2 separate regions of the Mus musculus genome follow, and region 1 is linked to region 2. Evidence: chromatin contacts called from public Hi-C data. All regions are on one chromosome and are shown on one strand. The core of a region is the stretch at or near the end of the contact, and the rest is flanking DNA. Distances in the headings are between cores, read along the strand shown.

Region 1 (5,661 bases), core at 1,787-4,286, 210 kb before region 2:
CTTTAGCATGAAGGTGTGGCATGTGAGTGGCTTCTGGTCAGAGAAATAGCTTTCTTAACTCTGCAGTTTGTTTGATGTCCAGGTTCTCCTGACAGAGCACAGCCTCATTACCTAAGGCCATGCTGTGCTCTCATGGAGCAGAAAGCTTGCTTGTTCCTGCTCTGCCTCTTCTATTGTATGGACAGTGAGTAGACACACAGCCATCATTGATGGTACTGGAAATGTGGGAGCTATCACTCACAGAGTCTGTGTTTAACCTACCTTGAACTTTTATTATTGTATATGTTGTTGGAGAGAATGAAGTTGCCAGAGAGACAAGCAATAGGCAGAATCTAATCTAACTGAATTTAGAGGCCAAGATTTGCCAGTGGTGGGGCAGTGGGGTCTCGGAGGGCCTCAGCTCTTGTGTATCATCTTCCTTTGGTGGGATGTTCACCTGACTAGACTGCAGACATCCAGGAAGTTTCTGTCTAGTAACCAGATTATGCTTAGAGAGAGGAAAGCTCAGAACTATCATGTGCTTTTAAGTCTTTCTAAACTTAATACAATGACTTTCTTTTTTGTTGTTTTACAACGCTGACAGAAATGAATACAAAACTCCCCATCGCGTGTACCAACTAGCATTCTAAGACACCTCTCATGAGGCAGTGGCGTGCTGAGAATGCTCATAGATTTGAAGTTTCTCTTCACTCTTCCTCTTCAAAGCTTCCAAGCAAATTAATAGCAGAAAAGAAAACCAGTGTTAGTCTTCAGAAATATAGATCAAAATGCAGATGCTAGAAGCGAAGGAATTAATAGCATCCAAATAAATAAGTATATAAAACAAATTATCCATTACTTTTCTCTAAGAATAATCATTGTGTTATTATTTCATCTACTAAGTATAAAACTATTTCATTGTTCTCTTTATGGGATCTATTTAATTTACACTGCAGTGTCCCACAGAAGGGGCCTCCCATGGTAGCCCTGTCTGCCACTGCAGATTGGCCAGGCAGAGCTTCCAGAGCATGCTTAATTCTTTTAGGTAAATGAGTTTAATATTTATAAGTAAAGCTTGCTTTATTAAAATCTTAACCACTAGAGGGCATTTTACTCCCATTTTGAAATCCAGATATTCTCTCTCTCTCTCTCTCTCTCTCTCTCTCTCTCTCTCTCTCTCTCTCTCCCTCCCTCTCCCTCTCTCTCTCTCTCTCTCTCTCTCTCTCTCTCTCTCTCTCTCTCAAGTCACCATATAATTGGCAAAGGTCAGTAAATCATTTAAAATTATTCAGAGCGTATTTTCCTTTGTGACACACAACGCTTTCTCAGCATCTGCTTATATTAGACATCAACATTCTATAGTTGCAATAAATAGAAGTTAAAACATCACTTTCATAAAATAAACCATCTATGAAAGCATCAATATACACACATGCCTATACATATAGGATTGGGTAAAATATTCCAATGATATAAATTACACTTGAGGGAAAAAGCATACAGTTTGTATCATTTTTATTTTAGAAAAATCTATGATGTATTTGATTACATTTTAATAGATGAAAATATTTGAATGAAATTAAGAACTATGGTCTTTCCATAGAAGAGAGTAGAACAAAAAGAGGTGGTCTTGACATCACAGGCTCCACCTGTCTTCTCGCTGAGGTGGTATTTACCTGCAGGAGATGCCTAGGGAAACTGGCCTTATCCTTCACAGGGGACAAGCGAGAAGGGAAGAAGAGCAAGTCTAGACAGAGAGCGAATTCTGGCTCAGCGAACTGACAGGAACTTCAAAAGCTAAGCTGGCCTATTGAACTAAACAGTAGGAGGCAATCCTTGGCCCTTGCAGTTCTGTCTGGGACCATTCTTCTCCCTCTGATAATGTCAGGCTGGACGAGCCTGAGGACGCTCAGTGTGTTGCAGCTGGTGGGGACCTGAAGAGGCTAGCAGCTGACATGTGGAGCCACAGGTCCTTGGAGGGAGGTCTAGGAAGGCCTACAGTTACAGCCTCCTACATCTTAGTAGTCATGGAAATTTTCACTACTTCCTAAGTGTGAGCTCTGCAAGTCAGCATAGATAGGAGTAAAATATATGCAGATTATGTAGAAATATGTCAAGATAATTATTTAAAAAACAATTTTAAATATATAGTTTCTTAAAGTAAATTATTAAAGATTCCATCTCAAGAATTTAAAAATGAAGTATGAAAACTATCTTACATAAGTATAATATTTTAAGCAAAAGAAAAGTTAATCAAAATACTTGAGCAATAACAAATCTATTAAACTTTGTTATATTTTAATATATGCTTGCCTCAATTTAAATTAATGTGCTTGCATAGAGAACACGACGTTTTAGCTATCCAGTTTTTCCACGTTGCTTAACAGCTAATTTAGTTAAAGTGACTTATAAGGAAATAGAAATAGTTTGAAGAAGGGAACGACAACAACAACAATAAAAAAGCACTCTTACTGTAAATGAGAATTTTCCTGTAAATGTTCTGAAAAAAGACATCTTTTTTTCTCCTTTACCTCTTCTTCCCAATTTATTTTTTACAGTGAAGTTTTATCTAATTTCATGGAATTGAAAATGGGATAAAAACCTGGGGGAAACTGCCACTTTTCACAATTTCTGTAACTCAGCTTTAAAGAAATGATCTCTTCTTCACTTTGGTCCTTTCGCCCCCACGTAGTCTGAAGGCTTTCTGGTGGGTCCTGACCATATTGACCAGTAGGTGGCGCGCTTGCTCCTCGGCACTGACCCTGAGCACTTGAAACTTGTCCAGATTATCAGTCAAGTATGCACACTTGAAAGAAGTGTAATAAAGACGGCGCCTTTAGCCCGTGTGTCTAAAGCCGTTGAGATTCTTTATGTGCAGGTGCACGTAATCCTTTCAAGATGTACAGCATTTCAATAAATCCTCCTCCAGCAGCGTCTTCCCTCACCGTTCGGGCTGGATTGGCTCTTTGTGAGAAAGAAACTGCAGTGTACCTGAACACACCGCATTGTATGCTTAAGCAATAAGAAAGCTGCCCTGTTCGCGTCTGTGTCAAGCTGGCTGAGACGCAATTTCCTCTTTCCTGTATTCACAATGACCTGATGAGTGCGAGCTCCCCGGGTGAGCACAACTGCTCTAGAGAACTTTGCGTTTTTAACTGGAGGGAGGACAGGGGATGCCTTTTGATGATCTATGTTAGAGTAAAAAGCCACCTTTTGGCTACTACTCTTCCCTGTATGTGGTGGAAACGTCATTGAGCACGATCCAGTGCCTTTAATGTCTGCATCATTACTTGTTATTAGTAGAACGAGGAAATCATCACCTATCCATTTCGGTCTTTGCACAGAAGGTTTTCTATGCAGGTAATGTAATTGTTTAACTTTATAACAGAAAGATCTCATTCCTGGAAGAAGACACATGGTGGCAGTTTTTCGACTCTCTTCTTTCTTTTTCGTGTTTCTAAGGAAATCTTAAGTGCTCAGATATCCTTATCTCAGAAAATTAGCCTAGTCAATTTTGTCTTTCTGTGAGAAACAGACTAAACAATGAAGAGGCAAACATTCTCTAGAATAATCCGTTTCCAAGGCAATTGCAACAATAGTGGTCGATAGACAGTGAATCATAGCCTTCTGCCATGTTTCTGCCTAGAAAAGCGGCGACTGTTAGTGAGGGAGGGTGCGCTTTAAGGAAGAGGTGGTCTTCAGCCCATGGCAACCACGTAGGATCCATATCTTCCTCCTCTAAGGCTCCCCCTTCTGCCTTCTGCTTTCTAATTGATACCAAAATGTGCTACAAATAGAGCTAGACACCTGGGCATTGCATTGTGCACATACTCCAAGTTTACGTGCTAATGGGGCAAAGCTGCTCACCTAAGAGCCCAGTGTACTTAAATACTCTCCTCCCCCAGCAGCTGTGGGGAATTTTCAAAATCCTAAATCAGGCGAAGTGTACCTTTTACTTTTTTTTTTTTTTTTTTAATTTCTGGCACACGAGTTTGCATAATGTCCCATGTTGTATGCATCGTGAACTCTTCTCTACCCGGCCAACTTCTGCCTAAGCACAGCCCACTGAGTTCCAGCGCCATGGTGGAGGTGGCTCCAGAAACGGACCTTGTTTCTGTCTCCAAATGTCGCTGCTGTTACTCCTGTCTTGGACATTCATCAGATTTATCATAGGCCCCTGCACGCACATGCGTGTGTGTGCATGTGCGTGCAAGTCTGTGTGTGTGTGTGTGTGGGAGGTTGTTTTTATTCAAACAAAACAATAAACATTATTTACTTCTTATCAAAACATTGTCTTCGTGGTTCTTCACTATATTGAATGATTAATGTGTTTGTTCCCAGCATGGCCTTAGCAAATAATTCCATCAAATGGTAAGACAACATAGAAGGAAAACACATTCTCTCAGAGTGGTGGAGACTGCAAGTCTGGAACCAAGGGGATGAGAAGATGGTCTTCAAGACTGAAGCTGTTGGGCACAGCTCTTCTCTGCTTCTGCAAGCATCTGGTGGCTTCTGGAATTCTTGACCTTACAGAAGCAGAGCTCTGATCACTGGATCTTTCCGTCCCCCACGGTCCCTTCTCCATGTGCCTCTCTATGGACTCTGCTCTTCTGAACCCAAGCACTTGGTCCCCAAATCTGCTTCCTGACAAAACCAAAAGTTCTCAGGAGAGGAATTTACAGGGACATTATTCAGTCAAATGGTTTCATACGTTTCTGAATTTATGAGTTGTTTTATTTATTATCTTCCTCACTGTACTTCCATGGTACAGCCTGGGGGAAGAAAACTGCTGTCTACAACCTTACAATTAACTAAGATACGCTGTACAAATTCAATATTTCTTTATTTAAAGACATACTGACGCTTCAAATAATTATGGTTCATGGAGCTACAGCATTTCAATCCTGTTGCTGAGTTCCTTTCTTCTTCTATCAGACTGATTTCTCATTCTAAATTAACAAATCACGGTTCTGGGGTTTCTGTTGGTTTCTGTAGTGTAGAGTCTGCATTGCTGAGTACATCTGCTCTGGGAACCTGGAAGGCCAAGTTTCTAACATTAGGCTTGCTGCATGCAAGCAAGCTAATTTTCCTTTTGTGGCCCATGTTCGCTTACTTTGTAAGGTCACCCACACAGCTCTTTATTAAAACTTCCCTTATCCCTTAAAATAAGAGGCTGGGGAAAAGGAAGCTAGTGAGAGACAAAGGCTACATTGTAAATCCTCAAGGACTCTGATTATCAGCAAGGTGTCACAGATTCAGTCACTGTGCAGGCACACAAGCTCAAGGTTACTGTCAGTGACACTGTCAGGAAAGATTTAGCCTTGCCTGAGCCTGAGCATCATCAGGAGCTGGAGACTCTGATCCCCAGCCAGTGTCCCCGCCCAGTGACATCATAATATGAAGTGGACTGAGGTCCCACCACTTTTCTTCACTAAAAATGCACTGAAGTTATTCAAAATATCAATTTGCTGCACGTACCTATTGTGTACTGTCCAGCACAGCCAAGTTCATTGGGATATCTGTGGCCACACATAGCTGCTTCCCCACAGGGTTCTGTGCAGCAGCAATGGATGCTCATGTCTTTTTCTAATCTCTTTACCCGCACTCCCCCACCCCACCCCCCTCGACCCCCTGCCTCCCATAGGGCCAATGCTTCTAAGGCGTCTTATGATTCTACCCGAG
Region 2 (5,180 bases), core at 2,383-4,882:
TTTTGTTTGGGTTAGGAAATAGAGAAGACGTTATACATTCCCATTCACAATTCAACAGTGAGGAATTTGTTTATTTATTCACTTCCTGACTGATTGACATATGATCTCATGTAACCCCAGATGGTTTCAAATTTATTATCTACAAAAGTCAAGCTTTGAACTAGCTGCTTCCACATCCCAAATGCTGAGAGATCATCTTTAGATACCACAATCCCCAGCAACCTGGGAAATTTAAATTACATGGAAATACACACACACACACACACACACACACACACACACACACTTACTTCTTGAAAATATGAACTCATTATTTATTGCTGACCAAAAATGATAGAAATATTACCTTTAAGTAAACAAAAACTACTAGGTAAAAATGTTACTTTTCAAACTATCAAAAATGCATAATCTAGGATAACATAAATAATAGATACCAAATGACCAAAACTAAGAGTCCATTATGCCTTTTCATACATACCCCTCTGGTTTTTAAACTTGTAAATCAGAATTTGTTTTTGCTTTGTGATTTAATGAGCATTCACTTTTACATACATCATATGGATTGTTAATAACTGGATTTTCATATGGATCTTTTATTTATTAAACAAAAAATTAATAGTTCAGTCATGTCCTAGCAAGACTTCTACTTCTCTTTAAACTTTCAAAAGACATTTTGGCATTGAAAGCTGAGAGACACCTGAAAGGTGTGTGTGTGTGTGTGTGTGTGTGTGTGTGTGTGTGTGTGTGTGTAGGCAAAGTATCATATTTCTGTGAATATCTCATCTTCAAATTTACAATTTTATGTACAGAACTGAAATTTGAGTTAAAATACAATGATTATGTTACACAATATGATTCTTTTGGTTTTTCTTTTAATCATTCAGATAAGCAAAACTGCTTTGAGCTTTCAGGCTGTATGAAAACACTGAGCAGTCTGTTTTGGAAAAAAGGTTTGGTTTTGGGCAAAGTACAAGTCTCAACTTGAGAATTTTTTTGTTTTTACTTTTGGGGGTATCTGATAGAAGAGTGTTGAGGAAATATTAACCATCTCAATGACTAACCTATAAGTTCTGCCTTGACTCTATGCATAAGGGAAAGAAATTTTTTTACTTCTCTTTGTACTTTATGGCCATATATTAAGAGGATATATGCAGTAAGAAGCAATGAGCTTGTTGATGTAAAAAATGCTTAATAGTTCTTTTCTTGGGTGTACTTTGAGTTTCTCTCTTGTTGGTTTATTTTTTATCTCATTTAAGTATAATTCTAATCATCAGAAAATGAAGGGGTAGGTAATTCCATGAGTTATAATACATTATTTTTTAAAAGTTCTTTAAAGATTATTGTTTGGGATTAGGCATATAATAAGAAGCTTATGTACCATGTGTGAGGCACCATCTTTAATTCCCAGTATTGCAAACAAAAAATGTCTGCTGCTTTATTGGTAGAGAAGATGTAAATATATATACATAACGTAAAAACAAACAAGCACAGAGGATGATGGTATGTGAGAGGCAGAGGCAGGTGGATCTCTGTGAGTTCCAGGCCAGCCTGGTATATAGAGCTGAGTTCCAGCACAGCCAGAACTCAAGCAAAACAGCATAGCCCATTGCTCTGCTGTGCTTGGTACATGATTGGTTTGTGGTAGTTAATTTTCAGGTCAGTTTGACTGCATTTAGAATCACCTCTGGGCAAGTCTGCAAAGCTCATTCCACAGATGTTTGAGAAGCAAAGACAGCCATGACTATGAGCATCAGCAGACTGAGCACCAGAAACCAGAATAGGAAGAAAAGTCAAGCCACACGCTAGCACTCATCTTGCTCTCTGTCTTGATTGAAGGCATACTGTGACTTGGCACATCCCATTTCTCCTATTATACCTTTCTGAAGGTCACACCATAAGCCAACACAAAACCTTCCTTCCATAAGATGCTTTTGTTAAGTATGTTTTCACAGTAATGAGAAAATTAAAAGTTCTATGACTTAAACTGAATAGGAGAAGACGAGAGGAGTGAGTCTGAGATGAGCCCAAAGCACCCAAGCCTACAAAATCTAAGATTGGTACACCCAATCCAGAAAGGGAACCCTGAGTCACAAAAAGCTGTAGCTTTACAATTCAAAGAGGCAAATAAGTCCTGAGGTCCTGAAATTCTGTGGTCAGATGTAGTCTGCTAATATTCTAGGTCTAATTATATGCTACAATTGCTCATCTGGTTAATATTAAACTTATGTAGAATTTCAGATGAGAGAACTAAACTCAAAAGAAATATATGACCAGCATCAAAGCAGTTCCATGAACGTGGTCCATGTGCCAGCAATGCTGGGTGGAAAGGCACAAGCTGGAAAGGAGCTTACCTGCCCTGAATAAATTGATTGGAATATCTTTATTTGTTGTTTTTATGAATCAACCATGATATACATCTTTCTACTGAGTTTTTAATAAAACTTCTTGAGGTCTATAAGAATGATTTAAAAATTTTAAAACACAATAAACATCTAAAAGGAGGCTAGAACTTTGTCTTTGGAAAAATTCATGTATATAGAATTCTTTTGTTTCCATAAATATAGATAAGTAATGACATGTCATTTACTATATATGCTTTAAAAATGTTATAACATTTTGTAAAATAATTTTATAAGAATCCATATCATTTTCTAAGTCATAATAATGAGTAAATTTCTAGAATAGACTTGGTCTTCTTAGATATTTTAATTTAGTTTACTATAATTCATATTCTGTTTTAAATTTTATTTTTGAGTCTATATTTTGTTTTCATACATATCTGCGTACCACATGCATCTAATGCCTGTGGAGACTTGAGGAAGGTGTAAGATTCCCTGGGACATGCAGACAATTGTCAGCTGTTATGTGGCATCTTGGAATCAAGCCTGCATCTTCTGGAAGAGCAACCAGTGCTCTTAACTAGTGAGCCATCTCTCCAGTTCCGTAGTCTCTAGTCTACAGGTGTTTTCATTTTTATAATGATATCGAGTTACCAATCTAAATGTTACTCTAAGAAAATAAAACAATCTTTACATAACTTCTTTAAAGTATAATATTTTCTGAAATATTTAGTGTCTCCTGCTTAATTTTTAAGACTTTAAAGACAAGACTCTCAAACTTGCTAAAGGTCGTTTTTCTACCCTAATGACTCTATATAACTACAGCACCGCAGCCTTTGAACAGTTATTTGAGTGTCTGAAATACTTCTTCAAACAGAACATTGATTTAAAGAATGGATAGTAGAGTCCAATGCAAAAGAAAGTTCTAGCTTTTCTCCATTCTTTTTTCCCATTGTGCACCCTTGTTTCTGCATGGAAACAAGTTTCTACACAGATGTGCTGTGTCTATTACATGGTATTCACAGGAAAATGTCAGCAGTATTTCTGACCATAAAGTGATCACAAAGTGGTAATTGTTGATATTTTCAAATCATCATCATCGTTTAGAGCAGAGGAAACAACATGGGAGCTATGTTTTTAGCTTCAAAGCTTAAAGACAACTGTTTTCGGGTTTTAGTTCAAACCACAGTGTTCATCAGCAGTAGGGAATATCCACCACACCAAGTAAAGGAGACAGAGAACAATTGTCCAACTAATCCCACATTATACTGTCCTAGTGAGTGATCAGCCTGAGTCAGCTTTCTTTTGTGTTTGTGGAATGCACATCCATAGACCATGCAGAGGCAAGGTTAGTAATCAGCAGACTTTGGGACTTGGAAATCTGATTCTAGGATCCAAAACAGACATTTCCTTTTGGACATGTCAAAGGTTCTTCATGTCTGTGTCCGTGTGTGTGTGGTGTGTGTGTGTGTTAAAGGTTGTGATAAGTCAAGCAGAGGAATGAGGTTGCATTTCTCAATGGTAGCTAACAATGTTTTGTTTGGAAGCTTATAGCAAGCTTCCCCTACTTGTAAACTGTCATACCCATTAATCTGATTAAAGAAACCTGTTGAATGCTGGATTGGACGGACATGTACTATTAAAAGCCTGCTGGTGGACTCTGAATGTAAGGAGGTAGGCAGAGAAAGCAGTCTCTGTGTGAACTTTGCATGCCCAGTGATGGAATGCTCTGAAGTTTTATGGCAGCTTTTATTTATGGTCATAGTGATTCACCACCACTAACAAGCCTCCCAGCTTCCTAGTACCACTATCACTTTATCCCTGTATTTAGCACAGGAAATGGTAAACACACAAAAGCTGAAACAGGTGACTTTGTATTAAAACTCACAGTGTTGTTCTCTAAAGTATTCTTTCAGCTTAGTTTTCCCTTTTACAGACTACAATGTGTATCTTGTTTTCTGGATTGCATAAATGATGTAGGGCACAGTTCTTATATTTCAGTTGATACAAATCTTGGTACAAAATGCACATTAAGAAGTTATCCTGTGGTATGTGGTAAATTGCCGATACAATTTAAATAAAGGCTAAATTAGTGTGAATAGCAAAAAATTTAAATAAGATGAACAGCCAAAGTCAAAAAAAAAAAAAAGAATACCCATTATTGGAGTAAAGAACAGAGGAGTATAAATATGTTTTTCACTGGCATTTCTCCCATGACAGTTCTCTCTTCCTGCATTTAATGGGAAACATACCATGAGTTTAATGTATACCTATCAAAAAAAGTCATGTATTAGCATCTAAGATACATAAGCATGCTTATTAATTAAAGATGGCATGAAAACTGGTGGTTGCCAGAAAGTCTATTAGAATTCTAGAATGGTTGTTTAAAATGGCTTCCAAAGTCGCAGACATGATAGTCAAAGAAAGGCAATAGTAAATGTGTAAGGAAAGAGCAGACAATTTACAATTTAATGGTCCTGTGCAAGAAGTAGAGTTATCTACAGACACTGAAGGGGGTTCTGGCCCACAAGTGATCTGTCACATATGTACTTCACTCACACTTCTAAGCCACTATTGCCATATTACTTTGTGAGCTGAGAGAAATGGTTTTGATGTGATTTTTGGGAGCCTGATCTGGAATCATTTATGCTAGTAGCATGTGCTAAGTTTGGTGTGTGTACCTTCATTTTTAGTAGTAAAAGAAACCATTCAGAAATGGGGAAAATGTTGCCAGTCTAAACTTTCTTTCATTGTTTCATAGTAATTCCTAGTTTGGGCCTTAAAATATAGCTATGTCAGTGGAGCCACCAAGTTTCTTAGAGATGACTCTAGGATCATCTT

The links. A called contact is a pair of places that touch in the nucleus more often than the background predicts.
Region 1: a Hi-C map of pancreatic cancer cells shows a contact between it and region 2, with 3 times the contacts expected there. The contact joins two enhancer-like sites. A contact is called at or near these places in 1 of 15 datasets of contacts at CTCF or cohesin (embryonic stem cells), 69 of 484 Hi-C or Micro-C datasets (the AML12 cell line, the C2C12 cell line, the HL-1 cell line and 33 more), 9 of 115 datasets of contacts at active chromatin or transcription factors (astrocytes, a beta-TC-6 cell line, craniofacial prominence and 5 more) and 1 of 9 other capture datasets (adipose tissue).

Annotation. Positions count from the first base shown.
Region 1 is chr5:13,626,301-13,631,961 of GRCm38.p6, reverse strand. No RefSeq gene overlaps it. Among named protein-coding and RNA genes, the nearest start is that of Gm6647, 140 kb to the left of the region's middle. Within about 2 kb of position 3,036, at least 51 of the 459 cell types and tissues checked have an H3K27ac peak or open chromatin away from gene starts, as enhancers often do. A contact at or near this core is called in neural progenitor cells, neural stem cells and pancreatic cancer cells, where this site is marked.
Region 2 is chr5:13,415,998-13,421,177 of GRCm38.p6, reverse strand. All of the region lies in intron 1 of Sema3a (sema domain, immunoglobulin domain (Ig), short basic domain, secreted, (semaphorin) 3A), which reads right to left. Among named protein-coding and RNA genes, the nearest start is that of Sema3a, 19 kb to the right of the region's middle. Within about 2 kb of position 3,632, at least 20 of the 459 cell types and tissues checked have an H3K27ac peak or open chromatin away from gene starts, as enhancers often do. A contact at or near this core is called in neural progenitor cells, neural stem cells and pancreatic cancer cells, where this site is marked.